Linked DNA regions of Mus musculus: region 2 is linked to region 1. Evidence: chromatin contacts called from public promoter capture Hi-C data. All regions are on one chromosome and are shown on one strand. Each heading gives the region's core, a stretch centred on a gene start, on an enhancer-like site or on the middle of the called end of the contact. The rest is flanking DNA. Distances are from core to core; before and after follow the strand shown. Region 1 holds the start of Thbs4 (thrombospondin 4). Region 2 holds the start of A630019I02Rik (RIKEN cDNA A630019I02 gene).

Evidence for each region. Promoter capture Hi-C pulls out the DNA fragments that hold promoters and counts their contacts.
Region 2: a promoter capture Hi-C map of pre-B cells shows a contact between it and region 1, with 5 times the contacts expected there. The contact joins the promoter of A630019I02Rik here to the promoter of Thbs4 in region 1. A contact is called at or near these places in 14 of 39 promoter capture datasets (the 3T3-L1 cell line, 3T3-L1-derived adipocytes, HPC-7-derived erythroid cells and 9 more).

Annotation. Positions count from the first base shown.
Region 1 is chr13:92,791,709-92,796,308 of GRCm38.p6, forward strand. It overlaps Thbs4 (thrombospondin 4), which reads right to left and starts at 3,110. Exons shown (of 22, transcript NM_011582.3): 1 at 2,872-3,110. The coding sequence starts at 2,965.
Region 2 is chr13:93,092,192-93,096,762 of GRCm38.p6, forward strand. A630019I02Rik (RIKEN cDNA A630019I02 gene) reads left to right here and starts at 2,642. Exons shown (of 4, transcript NR_046182.1): 1 at 2,642-2,972; 2 at 3,523-3,548; 3 at 3,664-3,860; 4 at 4,342-4,571. It overlaps Cmya5 (cardiomyopathy associated 5), which reads right to left. Exons shown (of 13, transcript NM_023821.3): 2 at 1-4,571.

The DNA of each region.
Region 1 (4,600 bases), core at 1,860-4,359:
CCCACGGCTATCTCTTGTCTACAATAGTCTGATTGCTAAAAGGGTGACACTGATGACCAACAGAGAGCTCATACAAACTGGCAAGATGACAATCATCTTAACAGAAAAATAGGCAATGTACAGAAAAAGAACCACAAATGGCTAACAGGTATATAAATAAGTGTTCATATGCCCTTTAGTTAGTAATGACAGAATCGCTAACTTAAATAACACTATTTTTGCTATCAAATTGGGAAAAAAAAATATAGTAATACCTAACACTGCAGTTGAGAGTTCAAGGTATTCTTACATGTTCTGCTCAGTAAGATTTAAATTAGTAAGAATTCTCTTTTTCCAGTAGTGGGGATTGAACCCAGGACCGCATGCATGTCGACAGGCTCACTATCACTGTGCCACGTCATCAGGTCAAATCGATATGAACATTCTGAAGGTCGTTTAAGTAACAGTATCAAAGACTCTGAAACACAATGCCTCTTGACCTAGCAAATCTACTTAAAGAACTGTATTGGAAGGAAATGATAGATAACGGACTTAGGTACAATGTTCACCATCACTTGTGAACCTACAGATTCTTTAGTTATGGAAGGAACTGGGTGAAACTAGAAACTGGAAATATGGAAGCTCTCTGGGTTGAGTACTTTGCTGTGAAAATGTCAAGAGAAGAAAGACTTTACAGTTAAAGCAATGGCTGGTGCCAGTCCAAGCCATCCATCACTTCCATTTTCTAACGGAATGTCTAATCTATGATATCAGAATACCAGTGACAAATTTAGTGTCCTACACTACAAAACAGACTAAATTAATTTTGGCCCATGTTTTTGAAATGTAGTTAATTTCATACAGAACATTTTTGTTCATGATAAAGTTATAAAAAGTTACAAAGTTATGTATACGTATAACTTGCTGTCTTTAGTGATTTATTTGTTTAGACAAAGATTTGAAACAAAAGTTGATTCAATAACATCTTTATATTAACAGTAGCTATTTCTAGGTTGTATAAGACTTTTTTGTTGTTGTTTATTTTCTGGCAATTCTGGTTAGGTTTGGTTTTTACAATGAACAAGTGTTGCTTTCTACTAAAAACTGAATAAAAATTTAAGGCAAACAGGAAAAACCGTAGTTACTTGAGAATGTCTACTTTTTTAAACAGATAATTTATTTCTCTGCTGTTTCTTTCCCCCTAGAAGCCCTCACATAATAGCGACTTTAATACTAGCTGAGTTGAAAAGCAAAACATCTCACCTATCCTTCTAGTGCCCCACATCCTCAAGCTACAAAAACGGGTTTATAATTTCTAAAGAATTGAAAATGTATCATTCCCACCAATGGGGGATAAGGTTGGATAAAGTGTTGTGCTTGAAAACTCCGTTCTAGATAAGGCACCTCCAGGAGACAGACATAAATTCAGAGTCTGAGAACTGTCTTCTGAACTGACTCCTGATGCTTCATGCCGGCTCCAACTTCGATCCGGCCTGTGATCTTGCTGGCTCTCCATGAGAGCTTCAGTCTGCCTGGCTCCCCGTTTGATTCATTTGCTGCTCTTGAGTCTGAGCTTGGGTAAGTGAGCAATGACTTTAGAGAGTGTTTTGAGGAGGAAATAAGATGCTACCTAACGCTATTACAGTTCAGTAGAAGTACCAGGATCTGAGCAATGAGCCTCTAGTGTTAGAGGTGAAATTACTGCTACCGATGAGCACGGGGATTGAATACCTGCTCATTCAGGGCTAGCAGCCTGGCCCAGAGGGAGAAGGAGATAAGTGAATTAAATCAGTTGAGCTGCTGATTGCCGACTTGATAATTCTATAAAAGAATCTGCCAGACACCTGACTTAATCAGATTGTCTGCAGAAACTAAGTTAACAGGATAAGTTAGGTTATATCACTTGAATGCAAGTCTTCACTGTCTGGTCTAAAGAAGTAGAATCCAAACCTAACCTACACCACTAAGTTGTGTGCTCCAATGTCAAGAATTTATATAACAGAAGATATTATATAACAGAAAATAACCTCTGGACTGTTGGGTGCAGTGGGTGGCCACTGTGGTGGCATGAAGGGAACACAGACTGCCTGCTCAGCGTGCTTTGCTCAGCCTCGGGAAGGAAACCTTTTTCTCCTCCTGTGCTGCTTCTGGCTTTCCTCATTCTCGTCCATAGTAAACCAATCCAGGTGCCCAGTGTCACGAGGAAGGCCAATGTGCACAGCCTGCCCGAGCCCCGAGATCCTTCCTGGCTGTAGTAATTGCTTCCTTGTGGTCTTTATACGAAATTTTGCTTAGCCGTAAGTGCTTTCTACCTGAAAATTATTTCAACTCCCTGTCAAATATTGAATTTTTTTTTTTTTTTTTTTTTTTTGCCTCTTCACAGAAAAAGATCGATTTCTAAAGAGTCTCAAGTAACCACACTGAGTCCGGGGGAGGGGGGGAGCTAACCTTTGATTGTAAGAAGCACGGAAGGCGGGTGGAGCAAAGCAGCATTGCTCACGGGTGGTGCCACTTGGTGCCAGGGCTTCCCTGAGAGAAGGGACTGGAGGGAACAGACACTGGTCTTCAGACAACCAGGATTTCAACCCCTGCCAGAGGACCAATGACCCTGTGGCACATTCTACAGTGAATGATGAAAACTAGTTTGCACCCCCCTCCAAACTATAGTTTAAGGAATTGGTCCTGTGGTTGGGTAAAGGAATTGGAGAAAATTCTAGACTTTCCTCATCACTTTCAATAACGATGTACTTCCATTCTGGTCCCGGAGGAACAGAGAGGTGCATGGCAAGGCCTCAGGAGCCCAGGCAGAGCAGTGCAAAACTGGCCCCTCTAGGTGATCTCAGGACAGCAACAGTTAGCTGGATGCAAAGGGGACCAAAGGAAGCCACTTACCCTGGGGTGTGGCCTGGGCGCTCGTCCGCTGCCACGGCTGCAGGACCAGGTGCAGCAGGAGGAAGGCGGCCGCGGCCGCGCGTGGGGCCGGCATGGTGACTCTTCTGCTCCCTGAGGGCTGTGCAGGCGACAATGTGGCGTGGCTTTGCCGGCGTAGGGCGCTGTTTGCTGGCCTCGGGCAGTGAGCGCGCAGGTGGCGGGCAGGGCAGTGCGCAGCCGTCGGAGGGGCGCTGGCTGCTGGGCTCCGCGGCCGCAGCCCGCGCTTTATGGTCCAGCCGCCCGGGGGGCGGGGGGGGGGAGGGTGCGGGGGAGGACCGAGTCAGGGCGGCCCCCTTGGCCAGGATCCCCCATTTGCCAGGAAGAGCGGGGACGGCGGGAACCGGGAGCGTGGGCCACCGAGGGAAACGCTGGTGTGGAGACCAGACGGAATGGAATGAGGTGGACAGTGGGAAGGGGTGGGCAGACACAGAAGTGTGCTGAGGAAGGGACAGAGGTTGGGCAGAGAGGGCCACAGCGGAGGAGGCCTCTTCTGGTCCCCTAGCCTTGAGCACCTCTATGCTTTTCCCTCTTACTTTTTATGTTATTTAGAGAAACATCACTTGGACGTGTCTCTAAATACTTTAATTGCTTTCCCAACTGGTCTTGACTGCTGATTCCCCCACAGGATTTGTGTATTTCTACAAGCTTTCCTTGAACAATTGAAATGATGAATTTTTTTTTTTCCACCAAGTTTTGAGACAGAAAGAGTGATAAGTGGAAAGGATTGATTTATTTATTTATTTATTTATTTATTTATTTATTTAATGCGGGGGTGTTGGAAATAAAAATGTCGCAAGGTATCCACGCAGACAGTTAGGCAGAGATGGAGATACTGAGTCTCATGGATGATTTACTTCAGGCCAGTTTGCAAAAGGGCTGTGCACCCACCTTGGGCAGCACAACACTTTCTAAAGGTTCAGTTTGAAGCTATGGGGTTAGGAAGACAAAGCAGGGGCACTGGAGTGGCCCCTCTTCCTCCCAGGCAGAGCCCTCAGAGGGTGTCATGGATTAACTAAAGGGAAAAACATTTGAAAAGCGGCAGTAAAAATATTCCCTGTGTAACAATCCCCACCAGTGCAGAGGGCTTCAGAGGATTTCTAGACCTATCTCATCTGTATTCTCAAAGCATTCCATTTGTAGAAGCTATCTACCACCAGCTGGGTGGTTAACCCACCATTCTATCTCCAATCCCTCTCCACTCCTGATTGTGTTTACAGCTAATAAGTCGAAGATCTGAGCTGTCCTCTCAGCAATCTTCTCTTTGGTGTCTAATAAAGGCCTCTCTGGGCATTCTGTAATGTTGTTTTATCTAGTGCATTAGGCAGAATGGGTCACCATATGCCTATCAGTTAGAACTGAAAACACACAAAAGGGGCAGGTATGCGTCCCTATGCAATAATGAGATGGATCAGACTTTGGAATATTTTCTCCAGGTTTCCGAACTGAGTCTCAAGGTTAGAGGGGTGGAGGGCTCTAGCCTATGCTTTAGACAGAAGAGCTCTGCCTTTAGACAGAACAGCTCTGCCTTTAAATGCTCCGTACAACTCGCTCAGAGTAAGTTTTCCTTGAAGCGAGTGTAGAGTGTATGAATATTTACACGTTTAAAAGCCAACATTTAGCTGGATGAGTGCATTAGAATCTTCTTCAGGAGGTTACACACACACACACACACACACACACACACACACAC
Region 2 (4,571 bases), core at 1,392-3,891, 300 kb after region 1:
TGAGTTCATCCTTGTGAAGGCGGACTGGGCTGATTTGGGCTTCTGTGGCATTCTATCTACTACGTCAGATGACGAGAGCCATGTTTCCTTGTGATCACTGCTTGGCTCTTCCTTACGTGCAGAAATATTCCACATAGACGGAGAAGAGACCTCTGGCTTCTGGCGTCTTTGGCTCTCAGTAATATGAAGAGGAGCCATGTTTTGGGCTTCTTCCATACCCACTTTCTCACCCATAGGGGAACAAGGATGAATTCCAGGATGTTTGTCACCAACTGAAGTAGCTAAGCTTTCGCCCATTCCTTCTGAGAAGCCTGGCAGTTCCTTCTGCCCATAGTTTTCAGAGTTAGACTTAGGTTGCTTTAAAACGTCTTCGTTTGATAAAAATGTGAGTTTTTCTTTAAGGTCTTGACTTATGCTGGATTTAACTGAAACGCCTTTGGGCTCCTCGGCCAGTTTAACTGTGACCTCAGGTAATGAATGAACCGCTGGCTTCTCGGCTATATTAACCTCAGCAGGAACTGTACCTTTAGGCTCTATGGCAGGTACTGCTTTCTCTACAGAGGGACCTGGACGAGTTTCTAGATCTTCGTTGTCAGAGACCTTACTATCTGGAATGCTTGATCCAAACAATAAACTAGACATCCATGATTTAAAAGATGAAATGCCTTTCTTTCCCTTCTCTGCAGGAAGACCTTGCTCAGTGACGAGTGACTTCTCAGATGGCTTTTGTGTCACCTCTGGGGTCTCTGGAGGTTGAGGTGTGGCTTTTGCTTTCACAGCAGGGACAGATTTACTTTGGGTGAGTACTTCCACGTTGCCAGAGGCTAGCTTTCTCCCTTCCTCAGAATCATCTACAGCCTTTGACTGAACCCTTCTGGGTTCCTGAGATAGCTTCTCACCAGACACTGGTGCTTTGCTTGTTTCTTGGTTTCTGGTTTCAGATGTGTGATCTGTATCCAGTGGAGCAGCCCCAAGTTTCTCTGACATCAGATCAGTGCTCTCAGAGGACTCCAGCTGCCCAGTTCCTGGTTTTCTATCTTCATGCTGATTGACTAAGCCATCTGGCTTTTCCAGCATCCAGGTGTTGTCCTTTGGAGAAATGAGACTCTCTTTCACTTTTGATCCTGTAACACTGGCACGCTCAGTTGTCACAAATGGCTTGGGTTGCTCCAAATTCTCCTTCTTCTCTGCCAATTGTTTAACACCCAGCTCTGGCTTATCTGCAGAAGAGCTGCTCTCATCAGGCACCTCAACAGCTTGGCCCTCATGAAGGGTCCGTTTAGGCTCTTTTTGCTCAATGGGGAGGTCAAAAGAAGCAGTCTCTAATGGAGCTGAGGCAGGCACAGGAAGCTTCCTGTTTTCTTCTTGTTCTTTTCCTCTTCTCTGAAGCTCAGCGGGGCCCTTTTCTAAGATAGAAGGCCCTGGTTCCGTTCCGATGGGTTTTACTGGTTCTATACCTAAGGATCTATCTCTATCTCTACTATCAATGAGTTCTGACCCAGCAGTTGGTACTTCTGATAACTGTTTGTGCTTCTCAGGCTCTGGGGGGAGCTTTATAAGCTCTTGCTCTCCTGACAGGAAACTCCCCGGCACTGGAGAAGATGTCTCCTCTGCTTGCCTGTTCATCTCATGTCTGAGGGCCAGTAATGTTGGAGCTAAATCATCTGAAACTACATTTTCAGAATCAGGAGACCTTGTTATCTCCTCGTGTTTGTCATTTGGCACCGTGGGTTTGGATGTGGGTGACACTTGCAATGGAGGTGGCTCGTTGTCTTCTCTCTCTACCTCAACCCCTGAGTTGACAGGAAGTTTGGGTTCAGGCCTTAACACCTCTGAGGTAGACATGCTGGGCAAAGGCAAACCACTGCCTAACTCGCTCTTCCCTACTCCCTTTAAGCCTGGGTGTTCCACAGGGCTGGCAAGAGATGGATCTGTCAGGACTTCATCCCTGCCTAATTTAGTTGAATTTGAATCAAGCTTAGTTACTGGCACTGTGGTGGCAGAAGAGCTGGCTTCTGTGTCTTTCCCCATCTCTTCCATCAATGCTGGAAGTGCAGGTGGTGCAGGTGGACTGTGTTCTGCTCCCCTCTCTCTCCCCGATGAAGCCGCAGGAAGTTCCCTGGTTATTTTGGACTCCTGTTTCACTTCCGTTTTCACTGCAGATAAAACCTTAGGTCCAGAAATAGATGTTTCCTCTGGAGGTGAGTGTGGTTTTGCCACTTCAGGCTCATTCTTTGACAACATTCTCTGTTCTAGTTCAGAAGTCACAGTTGGAGCTAAATTGAGTTTGACATCCGCCTTTGGCTCATCTCCCAAGTCAGACAAAACTGAATATTTCATCCCAGACCCTGGAACATTTGGGAGCCGAGGCTCTGGTGTCTGATCCTGCGATTTGTGTGCTGTCGCTTCTTGAGAATCCAGCACAGCTTTTTCCCTTCCGACTCTGGGCAAAGCCATCTGTTCATCTGCACTTGTTAGAGTGAGAGGTGCTGTGGGCTCCTGCTCTGGCTTAAGCACACAGGTTGACTCGGGTGAAACTGAGGGCTGAGAGGTGGGCAAAACGGATGTGGTTTCTTCCTTTACCACTGATGAGAGTGCAGAAGAGGAAGCTGCTATTGTAACTGCTGGCAGACTACTCTTTGCATCTCTCTTCTCCCATCCACTGGTTGGTGGTGGTACCAAATCTTCAGCCTCAGGCTCCAAAGATGCCTGAGTTTTCTCCTGCTGTGCCAGGATGAGATATTCAGACACAGAGGTTGAAATTGTTGGAACATCTGACATAGTTTCTGCTTGGCCGGTCTTATCTGCCGAAGGTAGCAGGCTCAGATCTTCGAACACAGGCCTACAAGGGGAAGACTCCTCCCGCTCCTGCGATGGCTCAGAATGCTCAGGCACAGGCGTGACCACTGAGGACCCCGCCTCTTCTTCATCTGCCTCTGAGAAGTAGGGATAGTCTGGAGCAGACCTCCTAGGTAGTAATTCGTCTGGCTCGACCTTGTTTTGCTCTGTTTCTGCGATTCGGTATGGTGGGATTGACACCTGTGATGCTGAATCCGGAGAAAAGAGGTCAGCCTCTTCCGTGTCCTCATCAGACAGAACAGTCTGCTCAGAGGGGGACGTTAAGCACAGTGGAGAATCCCGCCCCAGCTCTCTCTTCTCTAGTTCCTGAGTCGGATAGGGTGAGAATGAGAATTCTGACGCAAATGCAGAATCAGGGGAAAGGGGCCCAATATTGTCCTCTTCCTGCCCTTGCTCTGATAGACCTGTGGGTGAGGAGGCACCCTTTAGAAGCAGAGGAGATGTGTGGCCAAGCTCTGGTGTGGAAGAGAATGAGCCCCGCTGCTGGTCTCTGCTCCCTTCTTCTGATTGGACCACTTGTTCGGATGAGATGGCCCAGGGAGGTGGGGCATGGCTTTCAGAAAGCAGCTCAGTGGTTTGTGGGGGGAGAGCGCATTCCACTGCAGAGACCTCATTGGATGAAGATAGCCCAACTCCAATGGCTTCCTTTTCTTCTTCTAACAGGGTTGCAGGATCAGAAAGGCCTCTTGGTTTGAATTGGGGCATGTCATCTATTGTTTTTTGGGGGGATTCCCGTGTTGCATTTTGTGAAACCGAGGGTTTAAATGGCAGCTTTGAATCTGATGCGAAACTTCCACTTCCTAGACTCTCATCTTCCGATAGAACTGCCTGGCTCAGTGCTGCTGGGGGAAGTAGCCCAATATCTTCTTTCTCATCTTCTGCCTGAATGATGGGCTCAGAAACACGTTGGGACTTTAATGGGAGCTTGTGGTCACCTGTTTTCAACAGCAACTCTTGCGCATGTGCTGGAACAGAATACTCAGCCGCAGATTCAGATTCTGGTGAGTGACACACGCTCTCTGAGGCCTCATCTCCAGACAGGACTGGTGAAACTGTTGAAAAGAGTGGGGACTGGATGGCAGATGTCTTCTCAGTGGTGGATGGAGAAAGAGACTGCTCAGATACAGAGGTCATAGCTGGGGAATAAGACTCACGTTCCTCGTCGTCCTCTGAAAAGACTGCAGGTTCATTGCTAGATTTCACATCAGATACAGAAACTGCCTCTACTTCCAGCTTCTCTGGTGTATGGTTCAAATCCTGTAGGACTGAATACTCAGATACAAAAGCAGAATCGGTAGAAACAGACTCGTTTTCTTCTCTTTCTTCCTCGGACAAAGTGATACGTTCAGGTGTGAATGTCATCTGTGTTGGTAGAATGGGCTCTTTTCTGTGCTCTACTTCAGGGGACAAAGGCGATGGGGAAGTCTCCTTAGAAGCTAAAGGACTTTCCGGGTAATCAAGTTCTATGATCTCTTCTTCTAGACTAGAATCTTCGGGTTCAGTGGTATCCGTGATTGGCGTAGAAGTTTCCACTCCCCTCTCTAGTTGTGCCTTTCTAAGAACCATGGGTTCAGGCGCATGCTCCTCCTCTCTGTGGACTATGGACTCAGGCTCAGGCACATGCTCCTCCTCTCTGTGAACTATGGGCTCAGGTGCATGCCCCTCATCTCTGTGGACTATGGGCTCAGGCACATGCTCCTCCTCTCTGTGGA